2 separate regions of the Sus scrofa genome follow, and region 1 is linked to region 2. Evidence: chromatin contacts called from public HiChIP or PLAC-seq data. All regions are on one chromosome and are shown on one strand. Each heading gives the region's core, a stretch centred on a gene start, on an enhancer-like site or on the middle of the called end of the contact. The rest is flanking DNA. Distances are from core to core; before and after follow the strand shown. Region 1 holds the start of LIMD2 (LIM domain containing 2). Region 2 holds the start of STRADA (STE20-related kinase adapter protein alpha).

Region 1 (6,932 bases), core at 115-2,614, 34 kb after region 2:
GAGCGGCTGGGGGCTGGGGGCGCCTGTCGCCTCCCGCACTCCCCCGCCAGGCGCCGGGGGCGCCGCGCTGTTCTGTTCCCTGACAAGCGTGTGGGCTGCGCTCTGGAGCCGCCAGTTCTATTCCTGCCACACTGTGGAAACAAGCTATGTTTAGGGCTGTGCTTCGCGCAACAGCTTCCAGCCTGGCATCAGGCACAGCCCAGCAGTCCCTGGTGCCCAGCGGGCAGGTCCCTGGGGTCCTCGCAGAGGCTGTGTTCCCCGCAGGGCCGAGGCTCTGCTCCACAGGTTCCTCCTACGTGCCTCAGACCTGCTGCAGCGCGTGCCGGAGCCCAGGCAGCGGGCTAGGCCAGAGGGCAGCGCGTCAGGAGCCGGGTCGGGGTCAGAAGCCCTGGCCTCTCATGCCAGCCCTGCTGCTCCAGCTTTGGTACTTGGAACAAGTCACTTCACATCCTCAGGTCTCACCCCCCTGTGTCAAGTGGTGTTTGCATGAGCCCAGGTTCGCTTTTTATGAAGGCTGGGAATCTTTCTCTGAAAGAGGTAACCTCACTTCTCTCAGGGGCGGGGGATGACTAAGCCCACAAAGCCCAGGAACGGAAGCGCGGCGGCCGCCCCTCTGGGCGCCAAAGGCGCAGCCTCCCGGGCCCCGGTCTCCGGGGCGGCGGGAGAAGGCTGGAGGGCTGCTGGCCGAAGGAGACTGAACATCGCGGCCCCGGGACCCTCCCTGCGGCGCGGGCCAGGCCTCGCCGCCTCGCGTGGCTGTACCGCGTGCCCGGCCGCTCTGCCTTCTTGGCGGCCGCGCAGGCGCCCCTGGCGTCGGGAGGCCTCCGCGCGCGCGCGAGGGGGCGTGGGAGAGGCGCGGGGTCGCTGGGCGGGCCTCCGGGCCGCCCCCGCGGGTCCTCCGTGCAGCAGGGCCCCTGGAGCGGGAAAATGGAAGCTGCCAGAGGCCCAGGCGCGCCTGGTTATTGTTTTCCGCCGCGGGGGCCTCGCCGGGAGCGCCGTTCATCCCGCGACCCCAGCGTCTCCACCTGGGCTTGCCCCCGCCCCGAGGCCTGCGATGCGGACCCTCGGGCTCGGGTCCCTGCCTCCGTCCGGAGCGGGCCGACGGGGCGGCCGGTTTCGCGAGGCTAGCGAGCGCGAAGCCTTTGGGCGGTGCGGAGCGCCAAAGAGCGCGGGGTCGACGCGGGGGTAGACAAAGGCGAGGGACGCCGAGTGAGGGGAAGACAAAGCGCAGAAAGGGGTCGGCGGCGGCGCGGGGCCCTGGAGGCGGCTCTGGGCGCGGCGGAGCCAATGGGCGGGCGCGGGGCGGGGGCCGGCGGGGGCGGCGCCGTGATAAGGCGCTGGCGGCCGCGGCCGCTCAGGGACCACTGGCAACGGCGGCGGCTCGTTCCCGCGCGCTCCTCGCACCCGCGGCGTCCCCCGGAGACCGACCCCCGCCCCTCGGCACAGGCCGGGGCCCGGTGAGACTCGCGGGCGGGCCGGGGGAGGGGCCGGCATCCGGCTTGCAATCCCGGCGGCCCAGGTGGGGGCTGCGGACGCTGGGGCCGCCGCCCACGGGGTCCCAACGCCGAGCGCTTCAGCCCGTCGCTCTCGCCCGGGGCTGCGAGGCCAGCGTGCGTCCTTCGGGTCGGGCCTCTGGGCCGGGGCGGGGCAGGGGTGCCCTCGGCTGGGTCCGCAAGGGTCCTGAGAGTGGGGGCCGGGGCCGAGGAGCGCGGCGCGCGGGCGGCGGCTTGGCCGCGCCGGGCGGGTGGCCCAGCCCGCGAGCGCTGTCCAGGGGCTGGGCTGGTGGAGCGGGCAGTGCTCGGCCCCGAGCTGGGTGGCGTCGAGCTGGGGTCAGCCCTGGCCCGGCCCGCTCTCTGCTGACCTCCTCTCGCGCCAGGCGAGGTCAGAGCTCGCGGGGCGCTCGGGCGGCTGCGCGGAGCCCTTCCCCCAGCCGCTGCCGCTGACTCTGTTCTTCCCCCGACACATGGTTCCACTCAGGGACCCCTGTTCCCTGGGGAGCTGCGTGGGGGCGGGCTGGCCAAGGGGGGCGGCGGGTGGGTGAGGGGCGGAAGTGGCAAGACCCAGAGCAACAGGAAATGACTTAGGGAAAGTCCCAACCACAGCCCCCCAGCCCCCTGCTGTAAACACCCCCACCCCCACCCTGCGAGCTGGGGAAGGGCTTGTGGGGCCCTCCCAACCGACTTCCCCTTGCAGAACCCTGCGGGTGCCGCGTCTCCACCCGGCGCCTCCATCGCCTCCAACGAGCCATGTTCCAGGCTGCAGGAGCCGCCCAGGCCACCCCTTCTCATGTAGGTGATCAGCCGGGTGGGAGGGCACTCCATCCCCGCAGGTGTCTGGCCTGGGGGTGAACGGGTGAGGAGCAGCCTGTCTCCCTTCCCCTCCTTGATTAAGTGTCCCTGGGATCTGGTCTGGTGATGGTCGTGGGAGGGGGGCCCTTCCTCAGCTGACCCTGCCCCACTGCCCTCTCCCTCAGGAAACCAAAGGCGGCGGAGGAAGCAGTACCGTGCAGCGCTCCAAGGTAGGGCCCTGCGTCTGGCGTGTGCGGGGAGGAAGGGATGGGGGTGGTCAGGTCCCTGATGGAGTCTCTCCTGGAACAGTCCTTCAGCCTCCGGGCCCAGGTGAAGGAGACCTGCACTGCCTGCCAGAAGACTGTGTACCCCATGGAGCGGCTGGTGGCTGACAAGCTCATTTTCCACAACTCTTGCTTCTGCTGCAAGCACTGTCACACCAAGCTCAGGTGCGCCCTTTCCCTACCCCCGCCCTGGCCTTCCGGTCCTGCCCTGTCCTGACCACAGCTGTTCTGCTTCTGCAGCCTGGGCAGCTATGCAGCGCTGCATGGGGAATTTTACTGCAAACCCCACTTTCAGCAGCTGTTTAAGAGCAAAGGCAACTACGATGAAGGCTTTGGCCGGAAGCAGCACAAGGAGCTCTGGGCCCACAAGGAGGTGGACTCCGGCACCAAGACAGCCTGAGGCCCCTCTGGCAGTCCCCTCCCTCCTCCCTCCATAGAGGGCCTGGAGCGGGCAGTTGGAAGGGTGGGAGATTGGACCTTGGGCTTGGTTGGGGCAGGGTGGGAAGGGGATGAGGCCATCTTGCTCAGGCAGGGTTATGGGGACAGGGCTTTGCTCCAGGATTTCTTCTTCTCCCTCAGTAGGCCGGGGTTTGGGAACCAGGATTGGGCTTTGCTCAGCACCCTGCTTCCTGCTTCTTTCAGCCTACCCCACTTCACCCCGTGGCCCCCTTGGGAGGCCCCCAGATTCAGCTTCCCTATCTAGGTGCCTTTTCTCCAGCAAGGAGTCAGCATGCCCTCCTCAGGGTCCTGAGCTCCTCACTGCCACCTGGGGCCCTGGGCAGCCCCCACGTCTCCCCATCTACCTCTGCCCTTAGCCTGGTCCTGAGCCATGGAGAATGGAGGAAGGTGAGCCAGGGTGCGCCCTGCTGGGCCTCTCCAGGTGCCCACCAGGACCCCCCCCCCGGGGAGGGGCGGGAAGGGGAGCAGCCCTGCCCCCCCCCCCAAAAAAAGGTGAGGCAGGGCATGCCCATGTGGGCCTGGGACCATCTTGCACCGCTGAAGAAGCAGAAGCTAAAGCATCCGCCAGGCTGAGAGCCACAAAGACTGGCGGGGAGCTGGCAGGGCCATGCTCCCTCTTCTCCTATTTCTGTTGGTTCTGACTGTTGTGATCAAACCTGTTTTAAAACATGTTTCAACAGATCCTGACTCTGTATTATGTGGCCGGATGGGGGGCTTTGTGACAGGAAGGACACAGACTTGAGGTGACAGGGTCAGCCCAGAGCACGGTGGCTTTGGTGGTGGGGTGTGGCGGTGATGGGTGTCAGAGGCCTATCAGGCAGCCTGAGAAAGGGGGTACGCTTCCCAGGCAGGTCTCCATGCTTTCAGACCCAGTGTTTGCTGACTGAAACTGCTCCTCACCCTTGGGAAGGTCAGGCTGGCAGTGGGTGATGGGGCCAAGCCTTACTGCGCTTGAGGATGTGGGGGTGTGAGACAGAATCTTTTTGCCGAACCCTGCTCTGGACCCCCTGTGCCCTGGGAATCAGGAAGGTGTGGTGGGAACAAGCAGATCCAGTAAGTTCTGTCAGAGGTCTCCCAGTCTGTCCTCTTCCTCCTGCTTTTTCAAGCTCCAGGGAATGGGGCAGCCGTGGTCACCATCCCAAGTAGACTAAAGAGAGACAGCTCATCTGCTCCTCTGAGGGATAAGTTTCCAGCAGAGCAAACAAGCCAAGCTTGGAGGAACTGGGACCCCCAGACCCAACTGTCCTGATTCCCTCCCAACCACCTGTGGACTATGTGAGTTGAACAAGAGGGCAGACTCCTGGGGGGGATCTGCTGCCTCCACCCCATATGCGTCCTTAAGTTGCTAAATGATCAGGACCTCAAACTCGGGTGGCAGGTGAGTCACAGTACTGTGTGGTGGTAGACACTGCCCCTGGAAGTGGCAGAGCTAACAGCAGAAATGTCACCCCAGAGTGTGAGGAGAGTTGCTGGAGAGCCCCATCAGGGCAGGCCCAACTCTGCACCAGAGGCCTCAGCTGGAGACAAGGATGGTCTCTGCTCTGAGCTAATCGATAACAGTGCTAGACCAGGGACAGAGACCAGTGAGGTGACTCCTGGAGGTGCCTGATCCAGCCCTGCAAGGATATACCACAGAGTCCTTTCTTGGGCTAGGAAGGCTAGTCAATGGCACAAAGGTCCTCAGACCTCAGCCACAGTGACACTTGGGTCAGGTGAGCTGACAGTGTGCCCTCAGTCAGCACTGGCAGAACAACCCTTAGCAGAGCTCCTAGGAGTCGGGGGAAGGGGGGGGTGCCACCTCTGAGCTAGCAGTGGTACCAGCCAAGCCACACCATCCCAAGAACCCTCTGGGAGTCCCATCAGGATGCAAGATTGTTTCCAGGTACCCTACCCAGCTCCTCCCAGGCAAACACCTACTCCCTCTACCTTTCCACCAAAAGCATCGCCACAGGACCCCTTGGGTATAAATGATCCCTTTTATTGTAAGTAATGCGCGACACTGGCCTGGCTTTGCACTGCAAGCCCTCGGTCAAGATATAGTCAAATAACTATGGCTGCAGGTTCTTCTGCACGATCCACAATTGAGACACAGACACACAGCTGGGGGTGGGCAGGAGGGGCAGGAGGGCAGTGGAGTGTGGACTGTCCCCAGCCCTGGCCTCTCCATGTTGGGTTGGCCCAGGCTGACATACCGCACGGAATGACGAGCAAATGGTGGCATGGCCCTTCCCAAGGCCAGCCTGGGGCTGCTAGGAGACTGCCCTTCAGATTCTTTGGGCCAGGTCGTCCTAGGCCCCACAACTTTTCATCTGGATTAATTTAAAAAAAATAAATTAAAATTAAGCAACAGCTTGGTCCTGAGGATGCTGAGCCAGCATGTCCACAGTTTTTGGCACACAAAAGAAATCAGGGTCTTTTGGTTTTTTGGAGGTGCTGCAGGATTTGTTGGCTTGTTTGCAAATTTGTTTTTTAAAACGTTCCCTGTGAGGCAAGACCCTGGGGGGGGGGGGGGGCTTGGTGAGAGCCTGAACCTGCGGCAGAGTCGTTTCATGTCAGCGCCAATACCACGCTGTTTGCTGTTGGGGGTCAGGGACTGAGGACGGGTGGTGTGGGCCCAAGAAGAGCGCTACAGCCATTAGGACGGGGTTGTGGAGAGGCCGAGCTGCCACCAGGCAGCTTTGGTCGAGCCGGTCCCCACCTGGGGCAAGAGCCAAGGTGGAGGTAGGAGCACGTGCTCACTGTCTTCAGAGGGCCCAGCTTGGGGTGCCTGACAGAGGCCCCTGGGGGAAGAGATGGAAACAGAGGGCCCCAGACCCAACTGGCACCGTGCAATACACATTCCTGCAAAACCAGCTGCTTTCCTTTTCTCTTCTCTCTTGAGGCGTCCATCACCTGTAACAGTCTAGAATTGATATATATAAAAACCATCAAATATGATCTGAGATATAAATTAACAAGGCCTCACATTACATGATGTGAAAAGGCTAAAAAACAGCGATAGAAACTACATTCATAAAAGTGCATCGTCAACATACAACGAAGGCTTTGGCTTGTTCTGATGCCCGTGGGGAAGTGGGCACGGCTGGCAAAGAGCTGCCTGGCACTAATCCCCAGCTCCTTGGAGACCCATCCCTGGGCACTGGCTTTTTTTTTTTTTTTCCTTTAATGACAACTCCCAAGGAAACTGGGTGTTAAGAGGGAGGAGCTCTAGCAATAGGCACATTTTGGAGGGGAGGGGCCGGAAAAAAGGACCAGCGCCCAGGCTGAGGTAAGTAAGGCCAACTCTAAGCTGCTTGGAGATACTGGCTCCCTGACCCCTGCTGCATTCCTCCCCCAGAGGAGAAAGAAGGAAAAGAGGCTGAGACCTCTTGGCAAGGCTGGCCAGGAGGAAGAGGGCTGGCAGTTTGGGACACAACTGGTGGCATCATAAAGGCTTTCTACCAGGTAGAGAGCTCTGGCCTAGCAGGTCATGACCTACATAGAGCCTGACACAACTCTAACCTGAACAGCCCGCTCAGGGTGGCCCGCCAGCTCAGATGGCGGCATTGTGTTGTCCATCTTCCTTCTGCTCTAGTGGGAGAACAGGTGCCAGGTCAGGAACACAAAAGCCATGACTTTCAGCTCTTAACAATCTGGCCCAAGGCCCAAGCCCACAGCAGGGGAACTCAAGAGCCCAGAGGGCACACAAAGTCTCCAGTTTAAAAACTGGGTACAGCATAAGAGTGACTGCAACTTGTAAAACAGAGACAATTGCATTGACAAAACTGGGTCTCCCCCTCAGTGGGGGAAGTTCCACATCTCAGGCCCCTGCTCGAGGGTGGGAGGAGGTGAGGGTCATGGGGTCAGGCAGGACAGGCTCCTCCTTCCCTGAATAAGGCAGCATAACATTTGCTTCATTCAT
Region 2 (7,293 bases), core at 3,455-5,954:
TGATATGCTTAATAAAAGCTTTCTTAAAGTCCCATACCTTTGGACCATGGCAGCTAATTTTGTAATTTAAGCATTCATATGAACTACCTATGGACATATATTAAATTAATTGACAAAAGTCTCAGAGTGCCGCCTATGCTTTTCTGGGGTTGCCTTATAAGAGTATAAGCCCATGGAAATGTTCCTGTTCAATCAAAGTCAGCGCCGAAATGCTCTTCCTTCGAAAGAATTGGCATTGACAGTGATCCTTTAGTTGTTACTAGTTATTTTTAGAATATTTTATATTTTTAGAGCCTCATCTGTCTTTAGTGGGCTCCTCCCCAAAGTCCCCCACTAGAGTTAAGACACCGTTCGTTGTCTCTCCTATGACTGAGTGGTCGAAGAGGAGAATGCTAGTGACTGTCACACATTGGAAAACCATCACGCTCTCCAGTCTTGTCTGCATTGCCTGGGCCTTTAGCAATGCGAGAACAGAAGATTAAAGAGCTGGCTTTTAGTGACAGCAAAACCAGTTATTAATTCTTTAACTTTGGGCAAGCCACTAACCTCTTTGAGTCTCTGTTCTATTCTTCCTTCTGCAAACTAGGGATAGTCATTCTTTTCTCTGCCTCCCTCACATGGAGGTTAACAACAAGAGGTAGTATATGTAAATTTGTCCCATAGATGATAGCACTTTTGAAATGTAAAGTACGGGAGTTCCCCTCGTGGCACAGTGGAAACGAATCTGACTAGGAACCATAAGGTTGCAGGTTCGATCCTTGGCCTTGCTCAGTGGGTTAAGGATCCGGCATTGCCATGAGTTGTGTTTAGGTTGCAGACGCGGCTTGGATCCAACGTTGCTGTGGCTGTGGCTGTTCCCTAGTCTGGGAACCTACATATGCTGCAGATGCACCCCTAAAAAGACCAAAAACAAAAAAAAACTATAGTTACCAAAAAAGTTGTGAAAATATAAAATAAATTAAAATATAAGGTACCATCAAGGCCTGTTCTCCAAGTGGTATATTTTCGCTTTTCTTTCTCCCAGTGGAAACCAAGCAGATCCTTTCAGAGTTCTCTAATTTTATCTGCAAAACTTGACAGGGTTTGTCGAGGGTGCTGGGAGGATGGGGATAGGGGACAGTTTACAATTCTGTTTCCTTGTCAGGTGCTGGATGTGAAACTCTTATTTAGATGGGACTTAGATCAAAGAAACACATTAATTGGTATTCTTATTCCACCCATTCAATCGGAATTGGCAATGTGAAAGTTATTTAGAACAGTGTTGTACAAGGATCTGTTGGTTTTGGTGTGAGGGTAAAAGGCTGTACTTTTTTTTTTCTTGCCTTTTGAAGGCCGCACCCGCATCATACGAAGGTTCCCAGGCTAGGGGTCTAATTGGAGCTACAGCTGCCAGCCTATGCCAGGGCCACAGCAACACCAGACCCGAGCCTCGTCTGGAACCTACACCACAGCTCACGGCAACGCTGGATCCCCAACCCTCTGAGCGAGGCCAGGGATCAAATCCTGAAACCCCATGGTTCCTAGTCAGATTCGTTTCCACTGTGCCATGACGGGAACTCCCTCGTTGTTTTTTTGTTGTTGTTTTTCCTAAAAAGAAGAACCTGTGTCTACTACTGTACTGCTTTTAATGGACATTGGTTTTTTTTAAGTTCATCTTTTAAAATTAATTGTGCTCTTTAGTTTCACCTGTTTTTCCAAGTAGTGTAACATTTATTTATGTAAGACACCCAGTCCTTTTAACGTGTTTACTTCCATGGCTGCTATGTGGATGCCAATGTTTTTTGTTTTGTTATTGTCTTTTTAGGGCTGTACCTGCTAGAGGTCAAACTGGAGCTGCAGCTGCCAGCCTACACCAGAGCCACAGCAATGCCAGATCCTTAACCCACTGAGCGAGGCCAGAGATCGAACTCGCATCCTCCTGGACACTAGTCAGGATCTTTACCACTGAGCCACAGCGGAAACTCTGAATAGGTGTTATTTGGAAATCAGATAATAGTACATCTGCCTAGATTATGTTATATCACTTTGCCTAAGGGAGAATGTTATTTTCCTATCATATTTTCAACTTAAATGCTTAAATTGATTTATTTTACCTCTTTTTCCTGCATGTAACTGTACCACTTAGCAAGGTTGTAGCAAAGCTAGAATTGAAGCCAGTTTTTCGGCTCCAGGGATAGGGACCCAGGTGCTGTCCTAATGCTTTAACAAGTCTCTTTCTTCATCAATAAGTGGCATTATCTATCTACTCTCCCTTATCTAATGTGCTTTGAGGCATTCCTGTGGCTCAGAGGGTTAAGAACCTGGAGCTCTCTCTATAATGATGCAGATTAGATCCCTGGCCTCACTTAGCAGGTTAAGGATCCAGTGCTGCCAAAAACTGCAGCATAGGTCACAGATGTACCTAGGATCCAGTGTTGCCATTGCTGTGGCATATGCTGCAGCTCCAAATCAACCCCTAGCCCAGGAATTTCCATGTGCTGTGGGTTTGGCCATAAAAACGAAATGGAAAAAGTGCTTTGAGGAGTTCCCGCTGAAGCCCAGGGGTCACGTGAAGGACCCAGCATTGCCAAAGCTGCAGCTTGGATTCACTGGCCTAGGAACTTCCATATACTGTGGGTGTGGCCAAAACTTTTTTTTTTTAAGTTCTTTAACATATAGAATGCTCTATAAATAATCCTCCCCAACTTGTTAAACTATACATTGTAAGTGTCTAGTTCTCACTTGAGTATTCTAGGCAATTAGTTTTACCTTTCTCACAGTCAATTTTATCCTGAAGAGGGCAGGTGCACTCAGTTTAAGCTGGATGCTCAGAGTTAAAAACAAAACAGCCAGGATCTTCAGTCCTTCTCCATTCCTCTAATCTTCAAGCAGGTTTCGGAAAGCTCCAAAGATCTTGGAGATTCCCACCCTTATTAAACGTAAGTGGAAAACATTAGGGAGCTTGTACATTCCAGGACTCAAAAGCAAAGCAAGAGGAGACTATGTTTGTAAACTCTGAAAATTGACCTTTCACTACACCCATTTTCTGAGTTATCTGGCTTTAGTATGCCCTTTTGCAAGGAAATTTGCTCCCTGAAACAGAGTCAAGGCTGAAAGTTTGCCCAACTAGCTTTTGTGTGCAGTCAAGAAGATTCGAAAATCTTTTAGCCACTTTGACCAACTGACATCCAGTTAGGAAATGACATAGCTATTGGGCTGGGGATTAGATGGCAAGTACTACCATGTTTAAATTCCCCATTGTGATGGCTGCATCAAGTTTGGCACTGGGAGTTCCCGTTGTGGTGCAGCGAAAACGAATATGACTAGGAATGATGAGGTTGTGGGTTCTGTCCATGGCTTCCATCAGTGGGTTAAGGATTCCGAGTTGCCCTGAACTATGGCGTAGGCTGCAGACGCGTGGCTCAGATCCTGCATTGTTGTGACTGTGGTGTACGCCAGCAGCTGCAGCTCCGATTTGATCCCTAGCCTGGGAATCTCCGAGTGCCACAGGTGTGGCCCTAAAAAAAGGCAAAAAAAAAAATGTTTGTCATCTTTTCAGGCACTGACTCCTCTAATACCCTTGATTCTAAAGACAACAGGTGAAGAAGGTCTTTTGAAAAGAACATTGCAGGGCAGCTCAGGTCCTTGGTGTGGCATGAGCTTGATCCCTAGCCTGGGAACTTCCATATGCCGTGGGCAAGACCAAACAAATGGAAAACATTGCAGGGAATTTTACTTCAATTTCTGCTACTGTCTTGCTTTGTAAATTTGCCAAGTCTGCTGCTGAAAAAAAAGTTATCTTATTTGACAGAGAATAGTGAGGATACTGCTTTGGAATGTTATAAAGCACTAGATGAGATCAAAGTGATGTGGGTAAAATTTAGTGAGACGCTGAGATGCACTGGCAAAGTTCACATTTCAGTTTCGCTGCACATTTCCGACAGCCCCTGTTTGAAGGTAGCTGAACTTCTCCCCCATCTTGGAAGTTAGACCAGCATGAATGTGTGCCAAGGGTCATAGCTGGTAGGGGTGAGTGTTCATTACTTGAGGGAGTATGTCCATTTTGGGATCCACCCCACCCCCACCAGCGTGGGCGGAGTCACTAAAAAAAGTCTCACAGAAGGAGTCTTGCTCCATCATTTATTGCTTCATCCTTTCTCAAGAGCTGCATGCCTCTGCTTAGGCTAGCTTCCCCACCAAGGCGAACCTGACACGTTTCTGCAGACAGAGTTGTGGGTCAAAGGATCCAGAACCGGGAGTTCCCTGGTGGCTTAGCGGGGTTGAGGATCAAGCCTTGTCACTGCTGTGACTCTGGTTACAGCTGTGGCGCGAGTTCCTTTTCTGCCTCGGGAACTTCCGCATGCCCCGGGCACCACCAAAAAAACAAACAAACCAAAAAACCTTGTACAAAGGATCCAGGACAAAGATCCAGAGGGGGGAATAAAGATAGTTCTCATTGGTTCAGGTATTTTCCTCCTTTTACAGATAAGGAATCTGTGCCACAGAGAGAGGATGGCTTTCCCCTTTGAAGCCTGTCAATCCGGTGCCCCGGAGGCCAAAGTGAAGGGCCTTTGAGAGTATGAGGCTGTTTTTTCCACTAAAATCCCATCACACGAAAGGAAAGGCACCCAAAAAAAGTACTCAAAGTAGCCAAATCAGCAGCCAGTGTTGCCGTGCCTTACTCTAGCTCCCTTGACTCTTGATTGTTGAAATCATCCCACTTCCTTCCTGCAGCGCGACGGAAGCTCTGGCAGCCCTTTTCGGACCCCGAGCCGACACCGACGACAAGCTAGGTCTTTGGCTTCCACACACGGGAGAAACGGGTCCCTTCTGCTGGAGGCCGAAAGCCCTCAGGTATGCGCTGCGCGTAAAAAGGTTAACTCAGAACTGGAGAACCGCTTTCCGCGGGGCGCGGCTGAGGACCCTCCGCACGGCAGCCACGCGGGACTCAGGCAGAACTGCCCCCACTTGCGGCGCCCCGGGGCGGGGCTTCCTCTCCCGCGCTGGTGGGGCGGGGCAACGAGGAGCTTCCTCGCTCCTCCTCGCCCCGCCTAGAGGAGCAGGGACCGGGCTCCCTCGCTCCTTGGAGTGATTGGGCGGGGCCTCCTGTCCAGCTCCGGGGTGGGGCCGAGGCAGGGCGGAGCTCTCTACCAGCCCTCCCCGGGTCCCTCTACTGCGCATGGCACGTTGCGTACCTCCTCCCAGCAACCGGCCCGGCGGCAGCGCGGCGGTAAACTAAGGAGGCGGAGCTGAGACTGGGTCGGGACTGCTTGCTTACTCCAGGACCAGGTACCGGGCTGGCGGGACCGCCTGGTGCGCTCCAGGGATCAGTCGTTCCTCGCTCTGATGCCAATTACATCTTCTCAGGGGCACCCTCTTTCAGAGCGGCCATCCCGAGCACCCTCTCGCCCTTCACGGGCCCCTTTTCACCCGAATCCTTCTCGGTTCCCGCAGTGAGGGGCTGCAGCCGGAGAGCAGAATAGGCTTGGGCCAGGCCCAGACACACCCGAGTGGAGTTTCCGGGCAGAAGAGGCGAGCGTGCTTTCCCTCCCTTCTCCCCTGATTTTCAGGTGGGAAACCTGCGGCCCAGGTGGCGGTTTGTCTTGATGAAGCTAAGAGGCGGCGGCGTATCCTAGTGCTGCACTCTCCCCGAAACCCCCCCCCCCGCGTCCCCGGTCCCGCATCCCCATCTCATCCCAGGCTAGGTAGGTCAGGTCCTTGTTAGGAAAGAGTATTCCCTGAATCAACCTAAGTAGAGCTTCTAATTGTCTTGCTTTTCAAAATGTTTAAGCGCCCACAGTCGATTTGGGGTGTGGGTGGGTAAGTGAGCGCGAGAGAAGGGGAGTGGTGAAATAAAATTGTTCACGTTTTCTGGAAATAGGGAACTTCTCTGCTAGGAGAAGTGCCAAGATATCCTAGCATATTCTAACTTGATTTTTACCAAGAGAGGAAAAGCTGTTCGAATTGGTCCTTTTCTTATTGAAATATCTGTTGGAGTAGAACCGTATTCCAGTATGTATTTGTGGCATTAAGACAGTTTTTCATCGACTGACTGGTGTTTTTCTTTGGCGTCCCCCCCTCAAGACTATTTCTCCTCCCTGAGAGTTGAAGAAACTAAATCTTTTCTGATTATCTGCCTCAGGCCAGGAGCCTATTCACCCATAAGTACTGAACTGGTTATATCTCTTCCTCCCCACCCTTGAACTAGGTTTCTTAGAGGTATTGTGGCTCAAATGCATTGTGTATAGTTGTAATCCCAGACATGGAGGAAGTTTAGAAAACCAGTGATGAAAATAGGGGAAAGGGAAAAAACTAAATCAAGAAAAGGAATTCTTTCTACACTGTTTGGCATCTGGTCAGCACCATTGTCAAATCAGGTGATGGCTTTTCAGTCATCATATCTTGGCACACACAGACTCGACACTTCTCCCGTGTTATCACTCACAGTTTCTAGAGCACAGGCTTTGGAACAAACCTGTTGAGTTCTCTACCACTTGTCTGTGTAACTTTGGGTATTAACCTGAGTCTTAATATCCTGATCTATAAAACGAGGATGATAATACTTACTGTGAGCTGATCTACGTGAAGCATTTAGCACAGATCCTGGCACATAAGTTCACCTAAAGTGCTTGCTGCTTTTATTATTTTTACAATTGTTAAATTAGCAGATGGAGGAGTGCCCATGTTAGGTGTTGGGCACAGTAGCCCCTGGGAATGCACGACTGAACAAGAGGTATTCTCTACCTTCACAGCGTCTCTACTCTAGAGGAGGAAGCTGATAAGTAGGCAGTTAAGAGTGTGGTGCGTATAAGGGTGGAATACAAAAGGCCAAATACCTAACATAGGTTGGCGGCAGCTGCCCTCAGGGAGGACTTCCTGTAGCACCAGACACCTAAGAGGAGTAGTGAGGGGCACATAAAAATTAACCAGGAGTTCCCGAGTGGCACAGTGGGTTAAAGACACTGCAGTGTCTCAGGTCATTGCGGAGGTGCAGGTTTGATCCCCTCTGGTGCCGTGAGTTAAGGGTTAAGGATACAGCATTTCCTGGGCTCCAAGGAACTTCCATATGCTGTGGATGAAAAAACAAATGGAAAAATAAACCAGACTGGGAGAGTGAAAGTGGTCCACAAGGGGATGCAGGATCTTTAAAATTTTCCCTCGGAGCTCCGTTTCCCACCTGTCTTTCAAGCGCTGTCCTGAGTATGGACCTATGGCAAAACTTGCTCCCCGGCCGTCTGCTTTTCTCTCACCACTTTCTTCTTGACTGAATTTCTGTCACTTTATAGCTTTAGCTGCCAACTCCCAAGTCCACAT

What was found. HiChIP or PLAC-seq counts read pairs in DNA pulled down with a chosen protein or histone mark.
Region 1: an H3K27ac HiChIP or PLAC-seq map of alveolar macrophages shows a contact between it and region 2. The contact joins the promoter of LIMD2 here to the promoter of STRADA in region 2. A contact is called at or near these places in 2 of 47 Hi-C or Micro-C datasets (blood and liver) and 1 of 2 datasets of contacts at active chromatin or transcription factors (alveolar macrophages).

What each region holds. Positions count from the first base shown.
Region 1 is chr12:15,223,986-15,230,917 of Sscrofa11.1, forward strand. LIMD2 (LIM domain containing 2) reads left to right here and starts at 1,365. Exons shown (of 5, transcript NM_001244711.1): 1 at 1,365-1,457; 2 at 2,194-2,288; 3 at 2,474-2,518; 4 at 2,598-2,737; 5 at 2,813-3,712. The coding sequence starts at 2,247. The coding sequence ends at 2,972. It overlaps MAP3K3 (mitogen-activated protein kinase kinase kinase 3), which reads right to left. Exons shown (of 17, transcript XM_003131293.6): 17 at 4,994-6,932.
Region 2 is chr12:15,187,089-15,194,381 of Sscrofa11.1, forward strand. STRADA (STE20-related kinase adapter protein alpha) reads left to right here and starts at 4,705. Exons shown (of 11, transcript XM_021066785.1): 1 at 4,705-4,833.